3 separate regions of the Mus musculus genome follow, and regions 2 and 3 are each linked to region 1. Evidence: chromatin contacts called from public Micro-C and promoter capture Hi-C data. All regions are on one chromosome and are shown on one strand. Each heading gives the region's core, a stretch centred on a gene start, on an enhancer-like site or on the middle of the called end of the contact. The rest is flanking DNA. Distances are from core to core; before and after follow the strand shown.

Region 1 (4,656 bases), core at 1,525-4,024:
AAAACTCCCAATCTCTGCATAGTGCACATTGCTATCTTCTTCTTACAGATGGATGCAGAAGCTGAAGATCAGAGGGTTCAGCTGCTTGCCACTGTAAGCACAGTCTACTGCTTGTGGCAGAGCAGGTTTTTCCTAAACACTACAGTTGCATAATCCTGGCAAAGCCTCACATTCTGGCCATTCACAAACACCCTAGGATTTACAGGAATGAGAGATAGCTTTCAAATGTGAGGAGTAATCAGGGGAGGCTTCCTGGGAGAAGCATGCTTCCGGTTGTCCCTTAAGGACTGCTAAGACACACTGGGTGGGCCCTGGGGCAGCTTTTCTCAATGGCCATACTGTTCTCATTTTGGACCTGCTCATTTTTTGTTGTGGGGGCTGACACTGTGCATTCTACACCAGGAGCTGAAAATATTGGGACATTTGTAATAATAATAATAATAATAAATTTGGAAATTGCCAAATATCCCCTGGGAGGACCATCATCCTATAGGGAGCTCATTCATTTCCCAACCTTCTTCCCACAGATAATGTCAACATCATGTAGGCATAGAACAGCACATTTCCCATAGGCCCCTCTCAGGAGGCTGAGGCAGGAGGAGAGCTACATGGAAAGACCCTGCCTCAAAAACAAAACATAAACCAAGCAAACAACACAAGTTAAGCCACCCCTCCCTTCCTGTGCTTTTTCCTTCTAACAGACCAAATGGCTTACTGGTTTATTTTTGTGTATTGCAGCCAAATTTCAGCACCCTGAGAGCTGGGCCCCGTGGGCCCTTTATTCCCTGCTGTGGTCTTAGCAACCAGAAATGCGCTTGTCGCACAGCAGGTGTCCAGTTTGCCAACCAAATGAATGGATGAGATGCATGCAGAGGTGCTTAATGGCATATAAAACCTCGACCAACAGAGAAGTGTGTGTGTGTGTGTGGGGGGGGAGCTTCTAATTAAATCCATAGGGCCCTCGATCTGACTGACACTGGAGCTGTCCGCCTCTGCCCCCCTCCACCCCCACTGAGGATGGGGGAAGCAGGCTGGAACAGCTGAAAGCAGATATATTTTTTTTCTTTCTTTTTCTCTTTCTTGCTGAGACTTGAGTGGGAGTGAATGCGTCAGTGCTGGAGAGCAGCCTTCCCTGCTCCAACTTGCATTTGCAGGTTTGTTACATAAAGCGCTGAGCGCTCGCTCGCTCGCCTGACACAGCCCTGCAGACCCACATTTGGGGACTGACGCAGATGCCCTGCACCAGCCTGCAGCATCCCTAAAGCCTGAGACACCCCCCCCCCCTTGCTGAGGGAGCTCTAGGGTGAACCCAGCTGAATACCTCATTCAAGGGGAGAAGAAACTGAGGTTCACTGGGGTTGAGTCATCCATCCTCACTGTGTCCTGGCAAAGCCAGCAACCACGATTAGGGTCCTCAGGCATCAGACATTCTGGGTTTTCTTTTCAACCTTGCCTAGGATTTCCCTATAAGCTTAGGAAAGTGATAGCTACCACCATGACCACATGCACTTTCCAAAATGCCTCCCTAGACACTGGAGTTTTCTCACCGGTAAGGCGTGAATGCTACAGCAGTTGGGACCAGAGAAGTCAAGACCCTGCTCCATTGACACACAGGGAGGTGATGGCAAAGCAACCTCCATCTGATTCCTACTTCCCCGTGCGCACTGTCTACAAATATCTCAGGCTTGAGGGCCAGAGCTCAGACAGCAGAAAGGCAGGCACAATTTTATCCCACCACCCCCACTCCCACCCACTCACCCACCCAGCTCCCTGTGGCACTGGTGATTTAGTTCCATGGAGATATCCTTGATGCTGGGGGTTGGCTCTCATTTTTTTCCAGTTTCACAGTGCGCCCTAAGGCAGAGTGCCACCTTCTCTGAGCGACAACCTGCTAATTTAGCCTGGCTAAATAGCCTCGGCCCTCCCTGAGGATGGAGCTCTAGAGGTTAAAGGAGGTGGAATGGTCAAAAGAGAAGGTGGGCAAGGCTGTTGGTCTCTCCTTCCTTAAGTCCCTGGGCATCACTCTCTCCTGCCCTGCATACTGGCTGAGCATCCTCAAACAGATCTCTAGCTCTAGCTCTCCATCTTTCCTATGTCCCTAGGAATGTCTACACCTTGTACTACCAGGTAGTGGACTCCAGGAAGCAAGTCCGTAGAGACAAAATATTTTCTAAGCTGGGTTTGGAGAAAGTGGCAAGGATGATGGGGGAGACACAGGCAGAGAGACGACAAGCTGCACGCCAGTACTAGAGACAAGCTCCATCCCCATGAGCTGCAGTGACCTTGACCTTAACTATTTCTGGGGGCCTGGAGCGACAGGGCAGGGGAAAGTCCTACCTAGTCCCTGGCCCCGGGCCAGAGCTTATACAGGTTATAGTTAACCTCAGTAGGAAGAACCACCTCTTGTCCGTCAGCCAGGAGCCTGCTCAGGTTTCCCTCAGCCCTCGCTCTCCTCCCCACACAGCTTCTGTCTCCCACAGACACCTCCGAGGTGTCTCCCCGACTCCCACCCCAGAAGCCACTGGGATGGCTGGGACTCGCGGGGGCCTATTTTCCCCAGGGAGATGCAGTCTGCATACCCTTCCTTTCTCCCCGAGGTAGGGTCCGGGACCCACTCACCCGGCAGCAGAGTACACAAATGGAAGAACGCGGCCAGGCGCAGCAGCCACGCGAGCGGCGAGGGAGCCATGGCTGGAGTGCAGGAATTCGGCGGGCCAGGAGGCTGGGCCGTGTCGCAGCTCCTAGTAGTCACTCGCGGCTGGTCTCGGTTGCTTTTTATAATGGGCTGGCAGCCTCCGCCCCCGGCGCCCGCAGTAGGAGGCGGTGGGAGGGGAGAGGAAGAGCCTGTAGCTGCGGCTGGATTCCTCCCAGGTTGCCAGGGAACCAGTTGCAATCCTGCGCTGGGCTCCGCTGCGGGAGCGGCGCGATGGGAACCTGGTGGGTTAGCAGGGTTACCTTCCCTGGAGAACCTAGGTCTTGTCTAAGCCGGACACTGAGCCAGGGACATGCAGAGCGCTGGTCCCCGCCAGGCCGGATCTGCCAAGCTCTTTCTTGATCTGGGGGCAGATGGGGTCTTTCGCCCATGCGATGCAGAACCCCCAGCAATCACCCCTTAAAATCCCCAGATACATTTCAGCCTATGCATCTGCTGGACTCAACACCGAACCTGGCAAGCAGTTTCCTGAAACATAGATCCAGTCCTGCCTTCTATGGACAGGTGGGGAAACTGAGACCCAGAGAAGGGAGAGACCATTCCAAATCACACAGAGCTTCACTCGATAAACTTATCAAGACCACGGAGGAGAAGACTGCAGAGCCAGGGCTGCTGAGGACATGGACATGGAGGGAACATGGGCCTCCTGGCCTCCTTAGCTGTTGTGTAGCCCCTCTAGCCTTTGCTCTATCCAGGGCTGGCTGTGCCTTCTGCTAGCTCCCGAAACAGCACAGCCACGAACTTGTCTTCGGAGCTAAGGGTCTCTTGGCTCCTCTTGGACCCTAATGCAGAGCCTTAGAGAGGTCCTGCCTCCTTCCAGGGTAGCTCTGCCACTGTAGAGTCTGGCTAACCCAGCTTCTGGCTCGGATCTTCCAGAAGCTTTCTCCATGAGACCAGGCAAGACCTAGCAGCAAAGCTTGGGTACTGCACACAACCTGACTTCCCGGAAGACAGGGAGTACAATCCTGGGAGTCTAGAAAAGTCAGAGCCTCCCCAGCCTCGGGCTGGGAGTGAATTGCGCTACTCTTTTTGGGCTGCCAGCCAGAAGGAAAAACCAGTTTGTGTAGAAAACTGTCCTAGGCTAAGGTGCCAGTTGGACCATAGCCAGCCTGGTCCAGACTGCAGAGGCTGCAGCTGCCGCCCCCGAAGACCTCGTGCTCTCTCCTGCTATACATTGTAGCAGGGCTAGCACCTGGTGTGGGTACTGATAGTGTTGAGGGTGGCTGTCCTGGCAGGGATCAATATCCACTGAGGCCCAGAGAACCTGCCCTCAGCTGGCCAGATAAGAAGCCAGGAAGCCTCATTTTACAGCTGGAGAGACTTAATAAGAAGTGATAAAAATGGAGGGCTGGGCCAGGTAGGGTACCTCATGTTTGTAATTGCAGCACTGAAGAGGTGGAGGAAGGATCGTCTAAAGTTCAAGTCTAGCCTGGGCTACATAGTGACTTCCAGCCTGGCTAGAACAAAAACAAAAACAAAAACTCCAAACCAAACAGGGAAATAAAACCCAGAAGTCTAGGTTTCTTTGTGCCTGTGCAGCAGATAGGATAAGAAGGAGGGGCGGGGGGGGGACCAGAGGAAAAGGGAGAGAGAAGAGAGAGAAGACAGGGGTAGGTAGGGGAATCCAAGGAGGATTATGGGAAATCAACACTTACATATTTAAAGGGAAAGGATCTGGGAATGGAGACTTGGAATCCCTGACTGGAGGGTGAGCTCCAGAGTAGAATTTGGAGGGCAGGGAGATGGTTTGCAGGATGCAAGCCTGGCTCCAGAGTTATTGTGAAATGTTTGGATTCTGTAAAATTAGGAAGGAGGCACTAAATTAACTCTGATCCAGGCACTCTCTAATAACGTTTCCCATGGTGCTGGGGACATAGCTCAGCTGTACAGCACTCACCTGGCATGCCAAAAGCCTGGTGTCTATCCCCAACTAAACAAAACTT
Region 2 (4,656 bases), core at 1,518-4,017, 480 kb after region 1:
ATGTGCAATGTCCAGTTAGATGCTGTGAGCAGTGAGGTGAGAGAGGGGGAAAGACGGGGAATAAACCCAAAGACCAATTTCAGAGAACAAATCGTAAAATTTGATGCATTAGTAATAATGGTGTTTAAGAATTAAAAGTGAACTATGCAAAATTATGTATCATATATATCTAGATCATAACTACAAAAAATAAAACTAAACTAAATACTCATGACTAAAGAAGGAAGAGGAGGACACTATGAGGAGGCAAAAGGAGTCTCTAGGTGTGAGGGATGGGGACCTCTCTTCTGCAGGTCTTCTTTTCAGCATTTTCCAAAGTTTCCATAAAAAGCATGTATAATGGAAAAGAAGCACAAGGTAGTTTATAAATGCATTCTCCCCACCACTGCAAGTATTTAAACGCACAAGATGAGAGGACAGAGTTCTATGTAGTAGCCAGAGCAAACAGATGCCCACTACTACCTCTTCCAACTTGTAATAAGACACGTGTGCTGGCAAGATCCTAAATTAAAGAATTCTAAACTCTTGAAAACCAAGACAAATATATCCTATCTCAAGCCTTGGAACACGGAAGGGACAGACCAAGCCTATATTTTCTCAACATTTTTGGCCTGATCTCTAAAAACCTATTTGGAACCAGGTCTACTTTACCATCTGGTGGATTATGTATCCTGAAACATTACGTGTAGACTGTCAGCAGAAAGGCACCTGCAGAACTGTATCCCTGAGATTGCTATTCTAAATAGGTAATAAGAAAGCATTCAAAAGGATGCTGTAGAGAGTAATGCTACTCAAGAGATGGAGAAAAGGCTTTATTAACTGGACAGGTGCTTCTAGGGAGCTCTAAAAGTCCAGCTAGAGAATGGGCAATGAAAGAATAACTAAAGTCTGGGCTGGAGAAATGGATTAGCTGTTAAGAGAACTTTCTGCTCTTACAGAGGACCTGGGCTGGGTTCCTGGCACCCATATGGTTGCTCACAACTGTCTGTAACTCCATACTGTTACAACCTCACTGTACCAACCTCACTGGCACCAGACGTACACATGGTGTACATATGTACTTTCAGGAAGAACACCCATACACATAAAATAAATACATTTAAAAAGTTAAAAACTGCGTGGAATAAATAATAAACTGGGATGCATAAACAATAGAACACAGACCTGGTAGCTGAAACACCAACTTAATGATTAGGTTTAACAGAAAAAGCATTTAATTTTTAATTCCTTAAGATTTTTATACGGTATAAGATTATCTGGCTCTTAGTCTTGTAACTAAAAATGAACAAATATTACTTTATTAGGGTCCTTATACTTGACAGTCAATACAGTCAAACTTCCATCACAAAAGCTTAGCCAGTGGGGCTGGAGAGATGGCTAATCAGCTGAGAGCACTGACTGCTCTTCCAGAGGACTTGAGGTTCAGTTCCAGCACCCACACAGTGGCTGGCTCACAGTGTCTAGGGGGTGCAGTCCTAGGGGGTCCAACACCCTCGTCTGGCCTCCATGGACACCGTACTCTTGTGGTACACAGGCATAACTAACCATAAAAATAAAAATGTAAACTAACGTGAAAACAGTCAAAGTCTAAAGAACTATTTCTCAAACCTTTACACAGAGAGATTAGAGAAAGTCAACAACAGCCCCGGTTTACAGATGCAGATTTCTAGTATCAGGAATGGAGACTGGTGAGGGCGTGCATTTCATGTCACTAAGGTGCAATTAGTGTGATATGTGCTATGAAAACCAGTTCCCTGCAGCATCAAGTCTGACTTCCCTCAGGGATCTTCCTAATCAAGTAGTATTTTGTTGACAAAGCAACCACACTGCAAGGCTGCTGGCATTTGAGACTGGCTAAGGCTGCAATTCAGCTCGTATACTCAGCTAAGCTTTCTCCTCTCAGGCCAGCGGGGTGACACCCAGCACCCTGACTCTATTTAGAGTCACACTCCTGACCATCCCTGCTGGCATTCCACAGACTGTCACAAATACAATGAATGGTGCTGGCCCTAGTAATGAAGTGGACAATAGGGTATGACGAACCAGCTACGAACCAACTCTGATTAGTGAGGAGGTGGAAGAAAGCCCAGGCACAAAGCGCTGGCCTCGGCAGCTATGCAGGGCCCTGACTCAGGGGTTAACTGGGTAGGGCCAAGGAGAGTAAAGTTACAGGGGCCTTGCTAAGATTTCCAAGTCATTTATTGCAAGAGTGAGTTAAAAAGCTGTAAGAAAACAAAGGAACCTGAGGAGTGAATGCTGGACCATATTAGGAAATCAGAATTATAACCCAAGTCATTATGATCTAATCAACATGTCTCCGTGTTAAATTATGGAAAGCAGAGAAATAAAAGATGTGAACAGTGCTTTCCCTCACCACCCTTTCCATGTATGATTTTATCAAGTGCAGAAACAGTCTGAGTAGATAAGTGTTCTGACAACAGAATTAGCTCAGCTCCAGTCAGTTTAAAGTACTCCAGTTATAACACACTCAGTCCCAGAACTACGTAAGACCAAGTAACATGTGACTTTAGGGAAGGTGAAAGCCTGCCCTGACCAGACACGGACATACTGAGAGACAGAGAGAGGGGTGGAGGAGGGAGGGAGGGAGGGAGGGAGGGAGGGAGGGAGAGAGAGAGAGAGAGAGAGAGAGAGAGAGAGAGAGAGAGAGAGAGAGCGAGAGAGCGAGAGAGCGAGCTTCCTTACCTCTGCTCAAGATATCCCAAGGCTTGCTTGACAAAGTCCATACGCACTTCCACACTGCTCCGGCTCTTCAGGGCGTCAGTTGCTGGTGTCAGCACCACATCTGTCATTTGTTTTACCATGGCCCACATGTCAGAAATGCTCTGCATATAAATGAGGTTGTGTATGACAACCATGTACAAGGGGAGGAGTTACCTGGCTATGACTGCACTGGCAGGCAGAATGAGGAAGGGTTGAGGTTTTATGTCTGAGATGCCCCTGGCTCAAATTCAGTGCAGAAGATGGGCCTCTGCCTTGCCAATCCTAAGAGCTCTGATCACTGATGAGTATATCCCTGCCCTGCTTGGAGCTGGCTTTCAGACCAATTACCATGCCAGGCCTGACAGAAGCACCTCCATCATTATAGGCACATGAAAGTAAGAAGAGCTCAACCTTAGTGGCTCACCCTTTAAGAGGGAGTGAATGCACTTCTAATTACCCAGCACTCTAGGAACTTAAACATAAGTCCTTACAAGGTTATTTAAGTTTCTTAGGGCTTAAAATAAGAGTTTAACCTAAATAACACGGTTCTGTCCTCCCAGAGGCTCTCTGGGCTGCCACCGTAGCCCACTTTATCAGTAAATGCCACGGCCTCCTGTTCTCCCTCCCACTCCACCTCAAGAGCGCCTCCAGGAAAGAGGGTTTTCTTTGTGTTCCTCTCCCCAGGCTCTGAATTTCTCCTTCAAAACCTGTTTTCTGGCCCCTTGGCAACACTCTAAAGATAGAAGCAGAGAAATGCACTGCAGTGGGGAAAAGTTGGTTCTCCTGGCGCCTCTCTCAACAGTGAAAGCTGCAGAATGAATACTAAGCAAATGTGACTAGTGAAGTCTCACGTCTGTCTTGAAATCTGTTTGTACTGCTTTTTATTTTACTACTGGGGGGGGTACAATTCTGAAAAACAAACCTGTGTATGAGTGTTTCTGCTCCTGTACTGGCCTTCCCTTCCTTCTGCCTTCCCTCCAGCACCTTCTAATGCACCCACCCCTATCCACCCACTGCTGCTCTTCCTAAAGGAGAAAGCTGCCAGGGAAGTAAGAGGGTGAGGAAGGCGTAAGTTAAGTTCAAGGAGATAGCACCAACTCCGCCCTCTGCATCCTTAAAGAGCATGCTGATACCTGAGGAGAGAAAATGGTCAAGAAGCCAAACAGAGCTCAGGACCTCTGACCACTGACTAATCCCAGCCAGAACTTTTGAGGATTTTTTTTTAATTATGTATTTTCCTCATTTACATTTCCAATGCTCTCCCAAAAGTCCCCCATACCCTTGGATGTATTTTTAAAAAGCCACCACAAAAACAATCACTCCAATTTATAAAAAACATTGGGAAAAAAATGCTAACTCTTAAAACAGTCTCTCTTAGCATACTGCAGCCTAGTCAGTAAGGCGCTGACGCCATTTGAACACGGAATGTGGGTTTCTACCCAGGTTAGGTCTGGGCACTACCTTGTCATCCAGCTCTGCGACAGAGGCACACAGGTCCACCAGGTTAGGCTGTAGGTGTCCACTCACAATCTTCTCGTTATAGATATAGATCTGAAAGAAGGAAACAAAAGTAACCAGCACGAGATACTCTCACTTCCTTAGAGATCAGAAGTCATTCTGAAGCCAGCAAGAGGCAGTAGAGGCCTATGTTAGCCTTCCCTTCCTCGGAGTGCCTAATCGTCCATAAGGCTAGGTCTCCACCTGTGGCCAGCACATTAAAGCTGACCACGAGCCCAGCCTTACAAACACCTGAAAAACATGGCGCAAGATAGTAGAGGACAGAGGCCAGGAACAAAAGGGAAGACGGCACACTATAGAAGCACAGGCAGGCTCTGATAAATCCAGGTCAGAGGACTGAATGGTCCCAGGCCACGGCTCACGGACTCGGGGAGGGCACAGCTGTCTTCTCCTTTGTCAGGGCAGTGTTTGCTACAG
Region 3 (4,656 bases), core at 1,611-4,110, 280 kb before region 1:
GAAGACAGGCAAGCAGATCTCTGAGTTCAAGGCCAGCCTGGGACAAAACAAGTTCCAAGTCCAGGTGTGGTAGTACACACCTTTAATCTGGGCCACAGCTGGAGGCCTACATTAGGACAATGGAAGAGTTCTTTCTTCTTAGCCTGCTTGCACTTACTTGCCAGCTCCTCTGTTGGAACCTACTTCTTCAGGACTCCAGCTTATACAGAAGACTGGCGGAAACACCCAGCCTCATGGGACTGAGCAACTACTAGATTCTTTGACTGCCCATTCACAGCTGCCCATTGTTGAGTTAGTTAGACTGCAGTCTATAAGTCATTCCAATAAATTTCCTTACGATATGAGATATTCCATAAGTTCTGTGACTCTAGAGAACCCTGACTGAGACACTAAGTGAATTGTCTAAGCTCACTCAATAAGAAAGGGCTAAAGGACACAGATCTCCAACCAGGACAAGGTCTTTTCAGAGACCTACAGAGGTTCTGGACAGAGGTAACTAGTGACCAGGGTGGTCTCCAGTAGCAGGTACTGACCCCTCAAGGGAAGAGCAAAGCAATAGGAAAAAGATGAGCAGAGCAGGCCTACCCTCCACATGGCCCCAGGTAGCTCCCTGAGCCTCAGTTTTCCCCATCTGTGGCTACCCTATACATAGGCACAGTCTCCTAGAATATGTTAGTAATCAACACGGAGAGCAACCTCTAGTTCAAGATCATCCTGGGCTACATAGTAGCCACTTTAACTCAAGACTAAAAAGGCTGGAGATGCAGCTCAATGGCAGGGCACTAGCCTAAACTATGTGTCAGGCCCTTGTAATCAACACTGAAAGCCACAGCTAGTTCAAGGGCATCCTGGGCTACATAGTAACACCTCACCTTAACTCAAGACTGAAAAGGCTGGAGATACAGTGCAGTGGCAGGGTGCTAGGCTACTATGTGTCAGGCCCTGGGCTCATCTACAGCTTCCAATCAGAGCTTCAGATCTCAGGCCTGCAACCCCCCCCCCCCCACCCACCCAGGAGTCTGTATGTCTCTCCAGCCCCTGACAGGCCAGAGCTGATTCACAGGGACTTCTACAGGACAGCTGGGATTTGACCCAGAGACCACCACGTAGAACTGGGTATGCCTCACCCCATTCCCCACCCTCACCCCGCTCCTGCTCAGGCCCTGCCCTCCAAGCCCCAGGCTTACAGGCACATTGCACTCATTTAACGGGTGCAAGAAGAGAGGCACGCGGTCTGGACACAGGTGGCTGTACTGGCGGGAGAAGTTGTCTGCCACCAGCAGCAGGTGCTCCTCCTTCAATGAGTTGGTGGTATAGGAAGGAGGCAGCTTGGTGACATCAACAGGGGCCTGGCTTATGACCCTGTGTCCAAGGAAAGATAACAATAATCTAAGAGAGGCCATGCTTGGCACACCCAGAAATCCCCTAAAATGCCTGAGCTGTCTTTGCCTTATCTTCATTTGATTTTCACAACTCCATGGAGACTGCCACTACTTATATTTTCACTCTTACACAGACAAAGTAATGGAGGCTGCAAAAGGTTGACGGCCTTCCCCCCACCCCCGTACCCCTCATCCCCACACACCCCAGTCACACAACTGGGGCAAGGTGAGCAGTCTGGGAGTAGAACCTCAAACTGAATCACATCCCTCTATGACCCCCGCTCCCAGCCCAGATGCTACCAATCCTGCCTTGGTCCTTTCTGACCGCCAGCGCTGGGCTGGGAAAGCCCCAGTCCGGACACTCACGAGTGATCAGCTTGGGTAGGGATCTCGATGGCCATCAGCTTCCCCTCCAGGTCTCGAAGCTCATCCTGGCTCAGGATGGTCCCCTCTCTGCTCACTTCGGCGGACTTTGTCACCCTCTCCAGCTTCTCAGTCCGTTCGGCCCTCTCGGCTGCTTCTTCACGCTCAGCCTCCTCCTCCTCCTCCACTTTCTCTCTCAGGACCTCCATCCTGACAGCTAGAGATGAGGAAAAAGCAAAGACGCTCAAAATGGCCGTTGTCCGACAGGAAGAAGTCACCGAGACCACTCGTACATGCTGAGTGGTCCCAGGTACATTCCTCATGGAGGAGGAGCAACATCCCTTGGAAGCATCCCTTCCACCAGCCAGGAACAGACCTCCAACCTAGCAGCATGGTCTGGTTTTTAAAGCCCTTTGCTGCCTCTTAGGTACAGGGAGATAACCAAGAAGTGGGTTATATTTTTATTAATAAAGTTATACTTTTATTTCACAGCTCACTAGAAACCTATTGTGTGGTAAACACAAAAATGATATCCCTCATCCTTAACAGACTGATGTAGTTAGTCCTATGAGTCCCATTCTACAGGTGAGAAGAGCAAGGACTAGAGAGCCTAAGAGAATCATCGGAGTTACATACAGCAGAGAGCAGATCTTTGACTGGAACCCATGGATTTCTGCCTTTGAAACCCATGTAAGAGGGGAGCTATGGAAGGGAAAGGGGTGGGAGATGGGGGGTGGGGAGCAAGGAAAGAAACATGACAGAAAGATCAAGGTGTCAGGGGGCAGGCCAGCTCTAGCTGGGGCTCAAGGTCACAAATTAGGCCATCAAAGTGGGTCTGGGTCCAGACCTGCAACATTAACACCCCCCCCCCCATACAGGCTACCTCCTCAGCTACTGAGGGACCCATAGTGTCCTACCAGAGCCTCTTCCCAGCAGCCTTCTCCTCTCCACAAAACAGCCCTTCCCGACAGGTCAGGGCTAGGAGACCCCAGGAAGGAATACTTTGCTTCTCTGGGCCCTCCCTCCCTATCTCAAGCAGGTCCAGCCATGCCCAGTTTCCAGTTCCCTCCTTACCCTCCAAGAACAGCCTTACTGTTACTTGTCTCTATGGTAACAGCGGAGGGCAGGCCCTGGGAGAGGAGGCTTCTGGGAAATGTAGTTTCTTGTGATTGCTTAGGTTCCAGTTTTCCTCCTCCTCCACCACCACCACCACCACCACCACCATAGTGTGCTGGATGGTAGAGTAAGAGAATACAAGAGATGGTCACCAAGCTTTTAGCAATTATTGTGAACCAGTTGTCAAATGCAGCATTATTAAATGATTAAAAACCTCCAGAGAATTATTGCTCCCGATACATGAGCGAGGCAACATATAAAAGTGTTTATTGGGACTTAAGGTTCCAGAGGGTTAGAATCCATGATCATCATGTCAGCAAGCATGGCAGCAGACTGGCTGGTATGGTGCCGGAGCATAAGCTGAAAATTTACATCCCAATCTACAGGCACCAGGTCGGGGGTTGTGGGTGTAGCTAACTGAGAACGTATGAACTTTGGAAAGCGCAAAGCCCAGCCCCAGTGACACACCTCTTCCAGTGAAGCCACGCCTCCTCCAGAGAAACCACTCCTCCCACTCCTTCTAATCAGTTCCACCAATGGGGGACCACCAAACATTCGAATATATGAGCCTATGGGAGTCATGTCCTTCAAACCACTGCATGAAGTACTTACAATAAAAACAAAAGCAGTAGATGCTGAAAGCCCATCACTTCCCAGCTATCTGGCTACTTCCTGAAGTGGAAACTTAAGGGTTCTTTGGGAAGTCAGTTGTGTTGGATGGTGTTTTGCTGGGGCAAACAGGTGAAAGAAAGTTTAGCTGACACAGGAGAAAGGATATTCTGCTAAAGCAAGCCCATGAAAGGACTCGCGATGAAGGATTCTTCACTAGTGACATGCATGTATTGGTCCACCTTACATTGTGTAGTTGAGCTGCATTTGTTAGGACTCTATAGAGAGAAACGCACCAAAAAACCCTTCTGGTGGTGTGCTTCTTGACGCTTCCTCCGTCTCGGGCTGATTGGCAGAGTGAAATCAGCTGAGTCGCACTCACGTGCTGAGGCAAGATCAGTGAAGGACATGTGATGTTTGGAGGGAGTATAAATAGGACCTAACAGACTGTGATGAAGGCAGAGCTTGGCTTTCTTATAGAGCTGGCTGTGCAATGCTTGTTGGTCTCACATCTTTGCTGATCCTTACTTTGCTGAGAGAGGCACAACTGAGAAATTTTCCTGGTGTTCCTGCTGGTCCTGGTCCCTCCTGCTGACTTGTGCCGAGGCTGAGGCCTGGCACCAATGCTGCTAACCCAACTCTTTGGAACTGGACAGCTGATATTTCCATGGAGTGTTTTTGAGTGGACTGTGCTGCTGCTGCTGCTGCTGCTGCTGCTGCTGCTGCCCTGTGAGCTGAAGTGCCAATTTCCAGACAACACAGACAGGAGTTGCTCCATTTCTAGACAGGTCCGCTTCCCCTGTAGCCTTTCTTTTCCACTACCTCTGGTGGGTGGTGGGCTAAAAGGGACGCGTTTAAGAACCATCATCAAAAATAGGTTTTGAAAAAAAAATCAAAGTTACAACTTTCTGTGCAGTTGAGGTAATTTCATGTTGAACAGTGCCACATGGTTGCCATGGGAATGCAGCTACTTTGCTCTTCCCTGCTGCATCCAGGGATGTCAGAGCAATAGTGTAAATCTGACTGCAAGTTAGTTACACCATAGGATTCCGCAAAGGCTCCTCTTAGGAAGCAAATGGCTAAACACTGTCAAGCTACCTCTGCCCTGCCACTGGGGAGGTACCCTTCACCAAGCCAACGCAGGAACTAGAGTGGCAGGCTGCCTGAGTGTGTGTGTGCTTTAAGC

The links. Promoter capture Hi-C pulls out the DNA fragments that hold promoters and counts their contacts. A called contact is a pair of places that touch in the nucleus more often than the background predicts.
Region 2: a contact with region 1 is called in a promoter capture Hi-C map of cranial neural crest. The contact joins the enhancer-like site here to the promoter of Cx3cl1 in region 1. A contact is called at or near these places in 5 of 39 promoter capture datasets (the C10 cell line, cranial neural crest, liver and 2 more).
Region 3: a contact with region 1 is called in a Micro-C map of the G1E-ER4 cell line, with 2.5 times the contacts expected there. The contact joins the promoter of Drc7 here to the promoter of Cx3cl1 in region 1. A contact is called at or near these places in 2 of 484 Hi-C or Micro-C datasets (both in the G1E-ER4 cell line) and 1 of 9 other capture datasets (adipose tissue).

Annotation. Positions count from the first base shown.
Region 1 is chr8:94,770,298-94,774,953 of GRCm38.p6, reverse strand. It overlaps Cx3cl1 (chemokine (C-X3-C motif) ligand 1), which reads right to left and starts at 2,774. Exons shown (of 3, transcript NM_009142.3): 1 at 2,620-2,774. The coding sequence starts at 2,689.
Region 2 is chr8:94,294,637-94,299,292 of GRCm38.p6, reverse strand. Nup93 (nucleoporin 93) reads right to left here. Exons shown (of 22, transcript NM_001357266.1): 7 at 4,183-4,272; 8 at 2,704-2,843. Among named protein-coding and RNA genes, the nearest start is that of Mir138-2, 27 kb to the left of the region's middle. Within about 2 kb of position 2,767, at least 35 of the 459 cell types and tissues checked have an H3K27ac peak or open chromatin away from gene starts, as enhancers often do.
Region 3 is chr8:95,053,307-95,057,962 of GRCm38.p6, reverse strand. It overlaps Drc7 (dynein regulatory complex subunit 7), which reads right to left and starts at 2,860. Exons shown (of 18, transcript NM_001042715.3): 1 at 2,820-2,860; 2 at 1,749-1,962; 3 at 1,188-1,362. The coding sequence starts at 1,954.